Regions from separate parts of the Mus musculus genome. Here region 1 is linked to region 2. Evidence: chromatin contacts called from public Hi-C data. All regions are on one chromosome and are shown on one strand. The core of a region is the stretch at or near the end of the contact, and the rest is flanking DNA. Distances in the headings are between cores, read along the strand shown. Region 1 has its middle 76 kb from the start of Galnt18. Region 2 has its middle 5.9 kb from the start of Galnt18.

Region 1 (2,950 bases), core at 83-2,582, 71 kb before region 2:
GCATGGCAATTTAAAGCAGGTTCTTGTTGGTGCACATCACAAATTAGTTATATATGGGGACAGTAGTTTGTTTCTTGTTTTTTTTTCTTTTGGTTTTATTTTTGGGTTTTATTTATTTTTTCATCTTCAGTTGTCTCTGATGCAGCTTATACAAAGATAATTTTTGTTCTGTTAACTGAATACCACTCTGTAATTGCAAAAAAAAAAAAAATGTGGCTGTTTTGTTGACATTCTGAATGCTTCTAAGTAAATACAATTTTTTTAAATTAAAAAAATAATAAATAAACCCAGGTTGCTGCTTTGAACGTATTCTCAATCAGTTCCTGCCTGCAATGGTCTTCTGAGGGAAGGTGATGTCTCCCTTCCTCCTGGAGACTGGCACTCCCCAGGTCCCTCTGACCTGACATCCTGTTGACAGCGGCTGGCTTTAAGGATTTCCTTCCCAAGCAGAACCTTGTGCTGTTGAGACGCAGTGGTGCCAGGTGGCTGAAGGCTATGCTGATTAGTAGGGATAAGATGGCGTTCCTTTTGCACCTGTGGCCATTGACGCTAACTAGATCCCTGAGGAGCTGAGCCCTTGCCATGGGAACCAATTACAGACAGAGAGGGTGTTACGGTGCTGGTGAAGTAGACTCACCTGGTTTCTAGTCTGGCCTCTGCCATTTACAGGGCAAATGGCTTGATTGATGGGAAAGGGTGGGGATTCCCATGGAGAAGCGGAGAGGACGGCATCCTGCATCCTCTGTGGGAGAGGCACTGTGGGCCAGCACTGTAGGGCTGGCACCTCTAACTCAGATGTCTGTGGTGCACTAGCCTGTCCTCCCCAACGCTCTGCCTCCCGTACTCAGGACACCCTGAAGTGAGAGACACTGGTGTGTCTTAACTAAGGGTATAATGTATATGGAACATATCCCAGACCTCCCTTCCCCTCTTTACCTCCCCACCCCTTACCCCTTTCTCCTCTTTTTTTCTCCTATTTCTATTCTTTTTCCTTTACTTTCATGCCATGGATACCTATGTGATTCTATGTATCTATTAAACCTTGGTGCCATAAAAAAAGAGAAAGCATTATTTGTCTTTCTGAGACTGGTTTAGTCATTTAATCTAGTCATCTCTAGCTATGCTGGTTTCCTGCAAATGACTTAACCGTCATTCCATCGTGGATGCAGGCCCCATTGTCTCTAATCAGCCTCTGCTGATAATTGCCCAGGTTGGTTCTCTAGTTGCTTGTCACGAAAAGCACTTTGGGGACACGGTGTGCTGGTATCCCTGTGATATGTTGACATGGAGTCTTTTGGGAGTGGTATAGCTGGGTTGTGTGGAAGATCTAATTTTAGTTTTTGGTGTATCTTTTAAAGTCACCCTTAGCAACCGAGGAGCTGGGCGATTTTCGCTTCAGTATAGTTAAGGTTTGATAACTCTCCGCACAGGCTTCCAACTGGCAGGCGTAACCTTGAGAGGTGGTTCTGTCCCTGTTCTTTAAAATGTTTTACTCTCTCCTGAGACATATATTTTTGTTATTGCTGTTGTTGTTGTTTTGTGCAGGAACAACCTTTTCTATCAGAATGACCTTCACCCATTGTTGAGGTACCCTGAGAATTCAGATGTGTGCATTGCATTTAGACTTGGCTCTTGCCTTGAGTGCAGCAGAGAACTAGCAAGCTGTTGTCATGGGCATCCCGGGACCACTCTGTGGTCCCTACTCCTACAGGAGTGGTTGCATCTACTTGGGGGCCGCACTGATGTGATAATTACTCTATTAATGATGGCCTCTCACAGCCCCAGTCTTCAGTTACTCTTAAAATCCCCTTTGCGTCTGCCAAATGGTGTAGCCTAGCTCCATTTCACAGACACCCAGACTCCGAGATTCATTGGCCATCAGATCGCCTATCATGAACACAGACTCAGACATTGCTTGACTAAGAGACAGCCCCTTTGGGTCAGAATCCATGTTTTCTGACTTGGTCCAGGGCTCCATTTACTTCCTTACTGTGAACTTGAAAGTGAGGGAGTTCACAGTAACTCCTCTTGACTTAGTGTGGTTGTTTGTGATATAGTTGCATGAACGCTACTTAATTGATTCTCTGCTTCCACCCCTCTCTTTCTCTGCAAGTCTGAGCTGGAGCAGGGCATGCTTGGTAGGCGTGGGGCACACAGGTGGCTCATTGCCTTGTGCCCTAGGGCTGCAGTAAATTGCTATTATCTGGTCTCCAGCCTCTGGCAGAGATGGGGAGGGGAGGCCGAGAAAGTGACATTTCTGTAAATAACCACACCTGGTTCTGAGAGCAGGAGGATTGGCATGTCCCTGTAGCCTCATCAATTCCCATCAACCTTTTGCAGGGGGAGCCCCAGGGGAGAGACTGTCTTCACACCTTTATGGTTATTTATAGCCACCTCATCTCGTCCACACTCAGGGGGGTTCTGGTTCAATTGGTAACAGTCTCCTTCCACATGGGCTTAGAACCTTCCGGGAACATGTTGCTTAGCCCTCTACTACACAGACCAGAGGGCATAGCAGCCACTGAGTCAAAGTGAGGACAGGAAGAGGAGACTTGGATATGAGGCCTGAATTTCTCAGCTTTGTATATCTGTCTCTCAGGGCTAATTGGCTAGCCAGTGTCAGGGTTCAATGACCATGATTTACAAGCAAATGGCCTGGGTTCAGAACACTGATGGCTGTTTTCTTGAAGCTTCTATCTCAGTTTTTCATCTGTAAAATGGGATAATGCTCCCTCTTAGGGTTATTGTGAAGTTTGAATGCAAGATAACTAGAAGTCCTATGCTCAGAGAGGGTTTGATAGTTGAAGTTATTATTAACTTGACTAGATTTAGAATCAACATAGAAGCATACTTTTTATATATAACTGAGGTAAGGCAGAGGGGACCCACACTTAATTTCGGTGGCATGGACCTGTTGTGGGCTATTCACCAGAGAAGACTGTTCAGACGT
Region 2 (3,289 bases), core at 469-2,968:
GAGACCTGGGATGTCACTGGAATAGAGACAGGGAGCTTCCCGCTGAACTTTGGAGGACTTGAGTGTCAAGGATATTTTGGTAAGATAAGTCTAAATTTTCACTGTATTCAAATTAATTTGTAGTGTAAATTTTTTTTGCTTATTGATAATGCACCCAGAAATTTTGTTAAACTATCTTATGAAATACAATAAACTGGCACTTGGTTTTCTACACACATGATCATATCATGAGACTAATAGTTTGATTTTTACGAATTTTAAGTATTTGGGGGAAGATTAATATCCAAATTGATTTAGGAAAAGGAAGTGAAAAATTCTAGCTTCAATTCCCACAGGATTCTTCTGATACACAGGGTCTGTTGTTCTTTTATACTAACAGATGACTAATAGTTAAAGTAAAAACATTATTCATTAATTTATTAGTTATTTATGCAGCGCTGTGATAGGTGCTGATGTTATTGTTTTGAACAAAAGTCAGGTTTATCGATGTTTCCCAGGAGCCCATGGGCAAAATGGTTATCAATTCATAGTCTAGATGAGAGACAAAGGGAGAATCTTGGTAGCAGACAAGGTGAAAGGTGGACTTTTTTTGTCACATGTAATTGGTAGTAGACACAGCCAACATGACTCGGTCATAGTGTCTGAGAATCAAAGGAGAGGGGGCTGTCAAGTTTTGCATGAACACTGGTCATTTGTTGAGTTCGAGAACACTGAAGGACCAGGTTAGGAGGTAAGTGGGGAGAAGGGCAACTCATGAGCTTGTTTTAGCGTTTGGATTCTGGATGCTCTTGTGCTGTGTCAGGTGGGTGCTGGGAGTGTAGCTTGCAGCCTGGAGAGAGACCTGGCGGAGCTCATGTGCATATAGTTAGCAGTAGGTGACAGTTTGTGTGACTGGAATGGACAAGGACTGGAGAGAGACTTAGACTGACTCTTGGGAACAGCAACGCTTAGTGACTAGAGGAGGGTAACAGCAGGGAAGCAGGAGGTCACGGAGGTCTTAGTAGTGAGAATGAGATGGTGGGACACGACGGGATGATAGCAGTGTTCAAGGTAGGGGAAAAGATGAAGAAGATAGAAATGTCATTAGACCTAACTACATCCAGATAATTGGCAACATTGTTTAGAGCTGAAGAGAGAGCAGGCAGTGAAATATTTATGATAACATATTGAAAAACAAACAAATCTGCGTGTTTGGGTTTTAAAGTACAATCTGATAGCAGGAAAATCGGTGAGATGGGAGTTAGCTTTTCTAATGCACACATGTTCAACATGGCGGGCCTCCTTCTTCCGTAGCTGTGGAGACCTTTCGAGATATCAGGTTGGGTGACAAGGACTCCTATCTGTTCAACTACTTGAGGGCAGAATATAACTGTATTCTGAAGCGGGTCAGGCCCCTCATGACATTTACAAGTGAAGTCTGTGGACATTGGGTGAGTCTTCTGGCCTCTATGAGTTTGGACTCTCTGACAGGACTTTGATTGAAGTGTTCCCTATGAATCTGTCCTGCCTCGTCCAAGAATCCATAGGCACCTGGTGAGGCGATGTTAGCTGGGCTTGCTCTTCTGAGCAGTCTGTGCTCTTGTGCATCTGTCGTTTTGTCTTGGAACCAGAATTAGACAAATCCTTTGATGACATATTCCACATCTCTGGAGGAGGGGATCTCAGCGTGCTGCAAACCCAAGCTGCCCCAAGCTCTGGGCTCTAGCTCTGTCAGAAGCAGATTGCAGACTTACCTCCCAGCTGCTACTTGCCACTTGCAATTTGGGCTTTCCACCGAAATCACTCTGTTCCCGAGCAAGCCAGTCACCTCGCTGTTGAGAGAAGTTGGTGGGACTGTTGAATATTTTATTCGCCATCTGGCAGACAATACAACCCGGAGCATGCCTATGGGCGGATGGTGTCCCAGGCTGCTGTGTACCAGTATGGAAAAGGCCACTGCTCCTCATGTCTGGCAGGCACCTACGATTCCTCACAGGGGACTCCCACTATTTCTGAGGCTGAGAATGAGGGATCAGGGTAGAGTAAAGCTGAAGGGGCCTCCTGACTTTATGCCTGGGCATCCAGGTAGCCACCAGGTATTTTCTAATGGAGAATTTCATGGCTTAGCTATGACCCTTCCTGCGTTCCTACGCTCCATTCCAGGCTGTTCCAGGGCACTTGCTCTTGCTCTGAGGCCTCTGGTTCTATCTGTGTAGAGGGACTCTAGAAATGTCATGTCCAACCAGACTGTTACTTTCAAAACGTGTGTGTGTGTGTGTGTGTGTGTGTGTGTGTGTGTGTGTGTGTGAGAGAGAGAGAGAGAGAGAGAGAGAGAGAGAGAGAGAGAGAGAGAGAGAGAGAGAGCACACTTTGCTCTTCCTCGTTCAGGAGGCAATGTTCAAGTAGGGCTTAGGCACTTTCCCATTTCCAGTTTTCTTTCCCAAAGCAATACTTCCAGTGTCTGTCACTTGTAAGTCTAATTATTGATCTCTCCATGGAAGATGGTTATCCATAAACTATCACTGCAGTAGAAGGTACTCTAGGCTCAAAGTCAGAGGCCTCTACCATGTTTATTCTTTTAATGCTTGACATTTAATACAGTCCTCTTAACCACAAAGTGGCAACCTCGATGCCTGGGCAGAAGGTCATCAAGTTGCTATAAAGGTCAAGAGGAGACTCATGTGGTCAGGACCTTGCCAGCTTCCCTGCCTGCAGGTCTGGGTGGCCTAATGAGACACAGCCAGACCTTGTAGATCAACCTGACTCATTTTTACTTATAGAAATAGCATAGAAAAATGTCTATGCATCCCTTCACAGAATAAAACATTTGGAAGTATACATTTAGTTCCTGGGTTGCATGTGTATGTTATATAATATGTATAATTATGGACTGAGAGTGAATTATCATCATTTATTATTAAGTAAAAAATGCTGAGCACGATCTGAACTAGCATGTGTTGAATACTTAGCACAGCTGAGCGCCAAGTCTTACACATTTTCCTTTACATCATCTTCAAACAATCCCATCAGTGGAGATGACACCTTCCAGGTGAGGGGGTAGGGATATGAGACATAAATCACCCACAAACATTCCCATAGCTAGGGTGTGGCAGGAGCAGAACTCAAAACCAGGCCTGTGGCTTTCATGGATATGAACACTGTGAAGATACCACATTGATCAACATCACTGTGAGACTGTTCTCATGTGTGGGATGGAGAGATGGCTCGGTGGCTAAGAGCACTTGCTGCTATTGCAGGGGACCTTGGTTCAGTTTCCAGCACAGATGTCAGACAGCTCACAACCCTTATA

Evidence for each region. Hi-C and Micro-C count contacts between places; a contact is called where the count stands out from the background.
Region 1: a contact with region 2 is called in a Hi-C map of cortical neurons, with 2.2 times the contacts expected there. The contact joins two enhancer-like sites. A contact is called at or near these places in 4 of 39 promoter capture datasets (the 3T3-L1 cell line, epiblast stem cells, hippocampal neurons and 1 more), 21 of 484 Hi-C or Micro-C datasets (cerebral cortex, cortical neurons, embryonic fibroblasts and 5 more), 3 of 115 datasets of contacts at active chromatin or transcription factors (SST interneurons, craniofacial prominence and neural progenitor cells) and 1 of 9 other capture datasets (adipose tissue).

What each region holds. Positions count from the first base shown.
Region 1 is chr7:111,854,738-111,857,687 of GRCm38.p6, reverse strand. No RefSeq gene overlaps it. Among named protein-coding and RNA genes, the nearest start is that of Galnt18, 76 kb to the right of the region's middle. Within about 2 kb of position 1,332, at least 8 of the 459 cell types and tissues checked have an H3K27ac peak or open chromatin away from gene starts, as enhancers often do. A contact at or near this core is called in cortical neurons, where this site is marked.
Region 2 is chr7:111,784,185-111,787,473 of GRCm38.p6, reverse strand. No RefSeq gene overlaps it. Among named protein-coding and RNA genes, the nearest start is that of Galnt18, 5.9 kb to the right of the region's middle. Within about 2 kb of position 1,718, at least 13 of the 459 cell types and tissues checked have an H3K27ac peak or open chromatin away from gene starts, as enhancers often do. A contact at or near this core is called in cortical neurons, where this site is marked.